Regions from separate parts of the Mus musculus genome. Here region 2 is linked to region 1. Evidence: chromatin contacts called from public HiChIP or PLAC-seq data. All regions are on one chromosome and are shown on one strand. The core of a region is the stretch at or near the end of the contact, and the rest is flanking DNA. Distances in the headings are between cores, read along the strand shown. Region 1 holds the start of Zfp414 (zinc finger protein 414). Region 2 has its middle 7.7 kb from the start of Actl9.

Evidence for each region. HiChIP or PLAC-seq counts read pairs in DNA pulled down with a chosen protein or histone mark.
Region 2: an H3K4me3 HiChIP or PLAC-seq map of bone marrow-derived macrophages shows a contact between it and region 1, with 2.8 times the contacts expected there. The contact joins the enhancer-like site here to the promoter of Zfp414 in region 1. A contact is called at or near these places in 5 of 39 promoter capture datasets (the 3T3-L1 cell line, 3T3-L1-derived adipocytes, cranial neural crest and 2 more), 6 of 115 datasets of contacts at active chromatin or transcription factors (CD8 T cells, the NIH/3T3 cell line, T-cell acute lymphoblastic leukemia and 2 more) and 3 of 9 other capture datasets (adipose tissue, embryonic stem cells and pancreatic islet).

The regions. Positions count from the first base shown.
Region 1 is chr17:33,626,547-33,631,708 of GRCm38.p6, forward strand. It overlaps Zfp414 (zinc finger protein 414), which reads left to right and starts at 2,546. Exons shown (of 6, transcript NM_026712.3): 1 at 2,546-2,670; 2 at 3,251-3,533; 3 at 3,821-3,928; 4 at 4,030-4,135; 5 at 4,583-4,917; 6 at 4,996-5,162. The coding sequence starts at 2,668. The coding sequence ends at 5,060.
Region 2 is chr17:33,438,056-33,443,217 of GRCm38.p6, forward strand. No RefSeq gene overlaps it. Among named protein-coding and RNA genes, the nearest start is that of Actl9, 7.7 kb to the left of the region's middle. Within about 2 kb of position 2,051, at least 45 of the 459 cell types and tissues checked have an H3K27ac peak or open chromatin away from gene starts, as enhancers often do. A contact at or near this core is called in adipose tissue and bone marrow-derived macrophages, where this site is marked.

The sequences.
Region 1 (5,162 bases), core at 1,296-3,795:
ATAATCAGCTTTCAAATGCTGACACCATTGCATACACTAGCAAGATTTTGCTGAAAGGACCCAGATATAGCAGTCTCTTGTGAGGCTATGCCGGGGCCTAGCAAACACAGAAGTGGATGCTCACAATCATTTATTGGATGGATCACAGGGCCCACAATGGAGGAGCTAGAGAAAGTAACCAAAGAGCTAAAGGGATCTGCAACCCTATAGGTGGAACAACAATATGAACTAACCAGTACCCCCGGAGCTCATGTCTCTAGCTGCATATGTATCAGAAGATGTCCTAGTCGGCCATCAGTGGAAAGAGAGGCCCATTGGTAGTGCAAACTTTATATGGGGAAGGCCAGGGCCAAGAAGTGGGAGTGGGTGGGTGGGGGAGTTGGTGGGGGAGTGTGGAGGGGACTTTTGGGATAGCATTCGAAATGTAAATGAAATAAATACCTAATAAAAATTTTTTCAAAAAAAAAAAAAAAGAGTTGCCTTGGTCATGGTGTCAGTTCACAACAGTAAAATCCTAACTAATACACCCATTAAGGGGTGGAATTTGGTAAGGCAGATTCAAATGTCTTTGAGTCATTTCTCCCTCAGTAAGTAACCCCTTGCCTATATCCCTGTAGTAACTTAAGAAAACCCTTGATCCACTATAGTGGCTTTGGTGTTATTCATACTTTGCTCTGTCATGGGTTATTTATCTAAGGTGAGTAGAAGTGTTTGTGTTTCCCTGGAAAAAGTCTTGTCATACAACTGATCCTACCATAGAAATATGACGACCTAAGTTCATATCCCCAGATACCAGGTAAATGCCAGGTGGGCACTATGGCCCACCTGCAGCTTCAGCCTCAGACAGTAGAGACCGTGCATCCCCAGAGCAAGAATAGTCATATTGTTGAGCTCTGAGTTTGATTTTGAGGTCCTGTCTCATCGAATAAGGAGGAAGAGGCCTGGAGGATTATTCCCCACTGCAACCACCAGCCTCCATATGCACAAGCCACAAAGTGAACATGTACCCACAAATGTGAGTATGCACCTGCAAACAAATACCCCACAAACATGTGTGCATATATACATGCAACCACATACACAAAAATGGAAAAACAAACATTCATCAATGACTACTTCAGAAACCATGGTTTCTCTCTCTTCCACCTCTTGAAAGTCCTACAGGAGCCAGGCGTGGTGGCGCACGCCTTTAATCCCAGCACTCGGGAGGCAGAGGCAGGCAGATTTCTGAGTTCGAGGCCAGCCTGATCTACAGAGTGAGTTCCAGCCAGGGCTACACAGAGAAACCCTGTCTCGAAAAAACAAAACAAAAGAAAGAAAGAAAGAAAGAAAGAAAGAAAGAAAGAAAGAAAGAAAGAAAGGAAGGAAGAAAGGAAGCCCTACAGGACTCACCCAAGTTCTCTTTCTGACCTCCATACCAACATCTTTATTCTGTTTCAATAGTGCAGAGGTCTCGCCCTTGCTTACGAAAGGGGAGCTTGCTCTTTGCCAGCTCAGGACATCTGCGCCAGCTTGCTGTAGTGCTCTGCTTCTGTAGGCATCAAGGCACAGCTCAAGTCACCCCCTTAGACAGGCTTCCCTGACTCCTCATTTCACATCAGTTTTGTTTGTTTTCTTATCTCCTAGGATAGATCCAAGATCATTTTTCTGCTGTTGTTGATTTATTGTCTCTCCATTTTCTTGGTTGACTAGAGACTCCCAAGAGCAGTACTAAGTTCCTGGCACATAGGATGCACTTAAGGAAAGTAGGGTGGGCAGGCGACCTCTCAGTAGTAGTGCACTTGGGATTCATTTTCACACCTCTCGACCTGTGGAATTTGCTTGTTCCTGAAGATCCATTAGTTAGAGTGTTTCTCACATTGGGCTATTACAACAGATTCGTACTTGCTGCACACTGGATGTGCTGAAAATTTTATGGTGCTTGCTAGGAAGATGGGTCTGTGCAGACACAAGGGACCAGGGTTCAAACCCACAATCATGTAAATGAGAAAGAGTTTGGATCTCTAGCCCTCCCTGTGAGGCATAGCAGCTTCCTGTAATCAGGGCCCTTTGGAGGTGGACACAGGAATCTTCTGACAAGTAAGTTAGCTAGCTAGGTGGGAACTGGTGAGCTCCAACTTCAGTGAGAGATGTTGCCTCAGTGAATGAAGTGGAGAGCAATGAAGGAAGACAATGTCTACCTTGGACCTCCGCTCTTACCTGCTCACATCTGTGCATATACATATTCATTTGTACGTGTATGTGTACAGAGCTAAGGATGTGGCTTGCTTTGTAGAGAGTTTGCCTAGCATATATGAAAACTCTGGGTTTGATACTCAGTACCACCTAAAACCTGGTGTATTGGCATCTAAGTTCAAGGTCAACTTCTGTGTAAGGCCAACCTGGGCTATAAAAGTGGGGAGGGGAAGAGCTTTTGTCAGTTTTCTCTGAAATTTAAGACCAATCAAAAGCAGACCTTCTCTGTTTCTGTATAAGAGCTGCAGTGTAGTCTCAGGCCCCTCCTTCTAGAGAAGCGCCCAGAATTAGGCCACACCCCATGTCTCGCGAGATCTGAGAAGCGGGAAAATGGCGCCGATGTGAGCGAGAGACCGTGTCGCCGAGGAAGACGCCCCTGCTGGAGCCAGAGCCTCCGAAGGCACGGGAACCAGAGGTGTAACTGAGTAGAGGATGGTGAGCGCAGCACCCCGCACGCGGACGCGGAAGAGCAGCGGGACTGACAGGGAACGGTCCTGCCGCGCGCCCCCCTCCAGCTGACCCCGCCCCCACATCCGGGTCCCCGCCCGCCTCTGACTGTCACTTAGCTTTCGTCCAGCCCTGAAGGCCGGGCCACACCCACTCTCCTAGAGTTCAGTCCCTAAATTTAACACGTATTGGCTCAGAGCGTCTATCTGCTCAGCTCTAGCTTAGCCAGTATTCCCCATCATCACACGATCCACTGTAGGCCCTCCAGCATTTCCTAGTTGCTCCTCTAGGCCACACCTCCGCCCCTAGTGCCTCTCCTGCCAAAATTGAGGAAGGGATGTTAATGCTGCTTTTTTATGCATAATCCCTGATAACTCCTGCAATTGGAATTAGGAGACAGTAGCTCGGTCTGCCCTTATCTCCCGTATCTTGCTGGTGACTCAGAAAGTGGAATGACTGGGTAATATCTGGTGAGTGTTGAAGGAGTCTGTCTTGTGGACCTTTGTAGTAGAAGGGCATCTGTCTGACCTAGGGATCCCAGCCTGATTTTAGCCACTTCTTGCACCAGGAGGAACCATCCAGGCCCAGCTCGGACACGCTGACCACTGTAGAATCCAGCTCCGGTGAGCCAGACAAGGAGGTGGCATCTCCAGATGGGGCAGCTCCAGCCACTTTTTCCTCCGTGGAGGAGCCCAGCCCTAACCCAACAGCCATGCCACCAGTGTGGGACCATGGAGGACCTCTGCAGCAAGTTGCCTATCCAGCCTCAGACAGTTGCCAGACTGGCTCAACCAACACAGGCGTGGGGACCAATGAGGACCTTCGGTTGCCCAGACGCCGTCCACCGCCAGGTTATCTGTGGACCTTTCTGGGGAGTCACATGCCTTTGATAGGGCTGAGATGGTGCAAGACAAGGAATCACCTTTTATCCCATTGCGGGGGTGGGGGGGTGGGGTGGGGGGTGGTCTTCACCATTTACTGAGCACCTTGTCAATATGTCAGGTGTGGCTCCAGAGATGAACTAAACCAATCCAGCCCTTCCGGGCAGTTTATTCTGACAGTGGCTGGGTGGGGAGTAATCAAGGCTTTTGGGTAGGTCAGTAAGGAAGAGAGTAATGACACCCATTCGTTCCTGCAGGGAAACAAATACCCTGCTCTAGCCCCGGCTGCTGCCTCAGTTTCCCCAGTGTTCGTGATCTAGCACAGCATCTCCGTACCCACTGCCCACCCACACAGTCACTGGAAGGTAAGATGAGGGTTGCTGATAGTGAAGCAGATAGGCAGAGCCCCCCCCCCCAGAGTTAGTCTTAACCACCCCACTCCACATCTGCACTTTATCCCTACCAGGCAAACTCTTCCGATGCTCCGCGCTGAGCTGCACTGAGAGTTTCCCCAGCATGCAGGAGCTGGTAGCCCACGGCAAGCTGCATTACAAGCCCAACCGCTACTTCAAGTGAGAGCCTGACCATCCCCCTCTTTCAATTCCCAGATCTTTAGTGCTTCTTAGTGTGTGTGGAGGAAGGGTGGGTTGAAGTATGAGTGTGGCCTGGGAAACCAGCTCCAACCATGCATGGAAAACAGATGGGAATTAAGTCATTCTGGCTACGGGCTCAGTTTGGAGGTGCAGGGTATACATGCCGTGGTTCCGTCCAGTTCTACCTCATGTCTTATGTGGAAAACTGGCACTTAAGTAAAACCAAACTTGAGATTCTGAGCTGGAAAGGTCCAGAAGAATTAAGACTACAGTAAAGGAGGGCCTGTAGGCCAAGCTCCTTTACTTTGTGTGCAGTACTACAGAGATTCTGATATAGATACCCTTCCTACATCTTGGTCCCTGGGAAGCAGTGGATAGGCCCTTCCTGTTGCCCAGGATATAGTCCAGTACTGTGCCTGCCCCCAGGTGTGAGAATTGCCTCCTGCGCTTCCGCACTCACCGTTCACTCTTCAAGCATCTGCATGTTTGTATAGACCATGGTCAGAACCCAGCCCCGCCACCACCCCCTGCCCTGGACAAAGAGCCACCTGTACCCGAGCGTCCCCCAGAGTCCGACCCTTCGTCTTCCCTGGGCCTGCCATTCCCACTACTTGAGCCTTTTACCTCTGCCCCCACTGGGCCCTTCCTTCCATACTTGAACCCTGCACCCTTTGGCCTGAGTCCCCCTCGACTGCGCCCATTCCTGGCTGCCACTCCAGGGCCACCAGCATCCAGCACTGCCATCTGGAAGAAGAGTCAAGGTGAGTATAGGAGCAGGTTGCCTGCAAAGCTGGCTGAGCCCACCTTTATTCTGAACTTGAACTGCTTCTTTCCTGCAGGCGCTACCAGTAGTCCCAGAAGACCTCAGGGTGGCTCTGATGCGCCCTCAGGTGCGTGCAGGTGACCACCAGGGCAGGGTGGAGGGGCCTTCATTCCTATGCCCTGTGTGGGCCTTGCGAATGCTGGAAAGCAGCAGTGCCTGTCCCTTAAAATACATGATTTTTAC
Region 2 (5,162 bases), core at 801-3,300, 190 kb before region 1:
GATATTCTACATTTCTGGGCCAATATCCGTTTATCAGTGAGTGCATATCATGTGTATTCTTTTGTGATTAGGTTACTTCACTCAAGATGATATCCTCCAGATGCATCCATTTGCCTAAGAATTTCAGGAATTCATTGTTTTTAATTGCTGAGTAGTACTCCATTGTAGCAAAGATCATATGCCCCAGTACAGGGGAATGCGAGGGCCAGGAGCAGGAGTGGGTGGGTTGGGGAGCAGGGTGGAGGAAGGGTTTAGGGTGCTTTGGGGATAGCACTTGAAATGTAAATGAAAATATCTAATAAAAATATAAGCAAAAGATCAGTAAGACTAAAAATTCCAAAATGAGAAAGTCCATAAAAGGTTCCTTTTTAAAGTTTTCTCACTGTATTTTCTACGCCATTCTCTACCTAACATAGATCATAGACAGACAGACATGTCACCACACACACACACACACATCCTACATACATCAGATACAACACAGTACATACAAAGACACAATAAAACTTCACATTCACGCATACCACACACATCAGACACACTTACATGCTCTCACACATCAGACACAATCACACACCTGCACACACACCACACACACCTTTTCTGTCCTCTCGTTCTCCCGTTATCACTCTAACATGGTGACTTTCCCAGAGTATGAATGTGCTTCTTTGTGAAGCACTGTAATTTGGCCCAGAAGTTTGCTGGATTACTTCACTTAGTATATCTTCCAGTTCTACCCATTTTCCTACAAAGCTCACAATTTTATTTTTATGGCGGAATAAAAGACTACAAACAGGAAGGAAGGGAGGGAGAGAAGTAGGGAATCAACCAAAACTGAGTATAAAATGCCCTAAGAAAATCTGTTACTTTGTATGCTAATTTTTCTTTCCCTTCCTTTTATTAAAAAATAGATTTTTTTCTCATATAATATATCCTAATTACAGTTGCTCCTCCCTCTACTCACAGTTCCTCCCCCACTTCCCCTCCCATTCGGATCCACTCCCTTTCTGTCTTCCATTAGGAAGGAACGGGCTTTTCAGAGGTAACAACAAAACATAAGGAAATAAAATATAGTAAGATAAAACATGTATGCTAGGTTTTTAATGAAAGCAAAATTCATTTTAAGAAGAAAAAGAGAGGAGGGAGGAGGGGGTCAGGGAGAGGGGTGGGGTGGGGGAATGGCAAGACTAACAGGCTAATTATACATTCTAGCCTAGGGGTTGAGGCCTACCCTAAATCTGCCAATCTGCCAGGTTACCAAGGTGAAAGCAGACACTTTTAGTTCTTCCCACCAGGGGGCAGCACCTTCAAGTTTAAGAGACCATGATAGCTTTGACTCTAATGCTACAACCCTGCATTCCTCAAGTTGTGGTGATCCCATTCCAACCATAAAATTATTTTCATTGCTACTTCATAACTTCAATTTTGCTATTGTTATGAATTGTGATATAAATATCTGTGTTTTCTAATGCTCTTAGGTGATCCCTGCGAAGGTGGTGTTGGACCCCCCAAAGGGGGCTTTAAAACAACAGGTTCAAAGGCAAGGGTAGAGGCATCAGGAGGAAACTCCTCCAAATGAGAAGCGGGTGGAAGTTGAGAAGAGAGGAAATTTCACTTATAAAAGGGGGAGAGAGCCGAGGGAGAGAAAGAGGGAGGCAGAGGTTGGGTTTGGGGGCGGGGTGAGGTAGGACACAGAGGAAGACAATGAAAAACAGCACTGAAGTTGGGAGGGAAACATGGAGGGGGTATAGGAAGAATGGGAGGGGAAGAAGTAGGGTAAATTTATTCAGAACACATATGTGTCTGAAATTATCAATGAAAAAAAATAGACTGTCTCAAATGCCACTAGAAGTGTGTAATGTTCAGAAAACCCACCTTCCCCCAGCCTACTAGGACACTAGACTGTTTAAACTAAACTGACTTTACAATTCCATGGATTAGTCCATCTACAACCACTCCAGGCCCAGAGCATTCCCATTTGCATACTCCCAGAGATGAGATCACTACCTGGATATTATTAGAACTCTCACCCCGTCGAATGAATCATTAGGCTCCACCCAGCGCCAGACGATAACATCTGCCCACACACACCCTAAAGCCCATGTGATCTCAAACCCAGAGAGCCCAGATCCCTCAGTTCTGGCTAAAGTCATTCACAAATATACATTGATCACACACAGTGATCTAGGAAAAATAAAGTCAAGAAGGCATGGGGGTCTCTCTGCCTCCCAAGTCCTTGTGCCCGAGACAGTCTATCACTTTTAGACCAGGTTTCTCCAACTCGCAGTTGCTGGCATCTGTCCCTTTCACAGAAGTCCAAGTCCTTTTGTTCTGAAGACACCAGAATCCATTCCCTCTCTCGAGCCTTCTGATCCCAGCCCAGTCCTTTGTCCTACAGGAACCTTCAAGTGTGTGTGTGTGCATGTGTGTGTGTGTCTGTGTGTGTGTCTGTGTGGGTGTGTGTGTGTGTCTGTGTGTCTGTGTGTGTGTGTGTCTGTGTGTGTGTCTGTGTGTGGGTGTTTGTGTGTCTATCTGTCTGTGTATGTCTGTGTGTCTGTGTGTGTGTCTGTGTGTGTCTGTGTGTGATGTATGAATTGCAGAGGGAGTACACTTATAAACTTGTGTGCAGAGGCCAAAGGATAGCATTGGATATCCTGCTGTACTTCTACTTCTCTGCCCTCTTCTCTTAAAGTGTGGTCTTGTTGAATCTCAAGTTGGACATTTCTGCTAGTCTGGATAACCAGTGAGTTTCCAAGATAAGCCCATTTCCTATCTCTCAGTGCTGGGGTTACAGGCATTCACAGTCATGCACAGCTTTTACATGAGTCTGGGGATCCAAATGCAGTCTGTCATATTTACATAGTAAACACTCTTACCCACTGAGATACCTTCCCAGCTCTTAGGACCCTGATCTCTCTCCAGGGGGGATCATTACACAGGTCTTAGAAATCATAAATCAGAACATACTGTCCACTGCTCAGAATTTACTGGTGACTTTTTATAACATGCAAATAAGTTCTGCCCATCTTTCTAAACCTTTCTTTAGCTGCCCTTCCCATTCCCCTCTACTCAACTACGCTTGCACTTTTTCTTCTTTCCTGTTTTGAAACACAGGAAATATGGCTAAAAGGAGAGCACAAGGGTATGCCCTAGTTCAATCTGGGCTGGCAGAAGACCTAACAAAAAATTAGGCTGTGTATCATTGTATAGTTCAGGATAGATGAAGGCAGGAGATCAGAGTTCAAAGTCAGCCTTTTTTATGTAGTCTAAGGCCAGCCTAGATCCAAAAGGGGAAGGAGGGACTGGAGAGATGGCTCAGTCAATAAACACTTGCCTCACAATGTGAGGAAACTTTAGTTCCCAGAGCAAAGGGGGGGGGGGGAGGAGAACAAAGAGAGGGAGGGAGGGAGGGAGGGAGGGAGGGAGGGAGGGAGGGAGGGAGGGAGGGAAAGGAAAGAAGAAAGAAGAGAGAGAAGGGAAGAAAGAGGGGAGGGAAGAAAAGAAGAAAAGGAAGAAGTTGCATATGATGGCATGCCCCATAATCTCAGCAATATCAGGACAGAGGGCAGATGACTGTGCTACCCACTCTCCAAAAGGGCTTCCTTGTTTGGCCTCAGTGGGAGAGGATGCGCCTAATCTGACAGAAATTTGGTGTGACAGGGATGTATGATACTCAGTGGGGACCCCACCCTCTCAGAGGAGAATGAGAGAGGGACTGGAGGACAGCATTTCGGATGTAAATAAATAAATAAATAAATGTTTGTTTGTTTGTTTGTTTGTTTTTTAAAGATAGAAGGTGGAAGCAAATGGCTCCCTGGAAGTTCCTGGTCTACATGGCAAAGTTCCATGTCAATGAGAGATTTTTTTTTTCTCAGACAGAAAGCACAGAAAGTGCTTAACGTATCCTCTAGGTTTCCCTCTAAGCTCTACAAAGGTACAGTGCAGTGTGTATGAGCACCCATATATACAAACACACAGAGGCACACACTAAATTAATGGGGAAATGAGTTCTGGGGAGATAGTTCAGGGCTTGACTGCTCGTTCTTCCAAAGGACCTGAGTGTGTTTCCCTGTTGCAATTAATCTCTCCCCCCCCCAAATATGCCCCAGCGATGAAAACACAACTCAATTAATATGAATACATGCTATTTTCCATAGATTGGGCAGATCTACTGCTACACTACCATCTTCCACATCTATGAAACCACTTAGAACTTGAGGTTTCTTCAGGCCATGTGCTTCTGCTCTGCTTTTCTTCTTCTTCCCCTCCTCTATATCCTCTCCCTCTTCCATTTTCTCCTTCTTCTCTCTCCCTCCTCCTGCTCCACTTTCCCTTTATCTGCCTAATCATCAGCTCTCCTCTATTTTACAAATTAAGGTGGAAAGCAGGTTTACAGGAAATCACCTGAGTGCTGACTTCCTTTTGGGAGCCACTCACAGGAGAACAGAATTAACATCAAATATAATTAACCCCAGGGCTATCCACAACTTTTCCCAGCATCCACATCAAGTGGCCCACAACTGTCAGATGGTCTGACACCATTTTCTAACCATGCACTTAAAACTAAAAACTTTTAAAAGATTGCTGGCCATGTAACACAGTATTTAAGTCTTTTTAAATTCACATGATACTATTGGTGTTATAAGATATGAAGCGGAAGGGTAGACTTTCTGAAAGGACATTACAATCCTTTCTGGGACAGGGGTTCATGGATTTCCTATGTACACAGTAACTCGGTTTCTTTTCCCGCGGCTGTGAGAAAATACTCTGACAGAAATAATTTAAAGAGAAAGGATTTGTTTGGCTGACAGCTCAAGGAACTTGAAGAGTCTAGTCATATCATCACAGTCAGGAGATTAGGGATACATGCAAGCTACTGCTTCACTCTTTCTCCACTGTAAACAGCCCAGAATCCTCTGTAGGGAATGGCTCTGCCCATGTCAATTATTTCATCAAGATTCTTCCCTCTAAGCATACACAGAAGCCCTTCTCCCAGGTGATTCTAGGTTCTGTCGAGTTTAAGATTAGCACTACCTGTTGCATGATGGTTGTATCCTGTTAGATGAATGTAAAACTATATGATGTCCCTGTTTTGGCAATTAATCATGACGTAAGGAGAGACACCTGGGGTCAACTTGACAAGAGGTAGATATGTGTGCTGG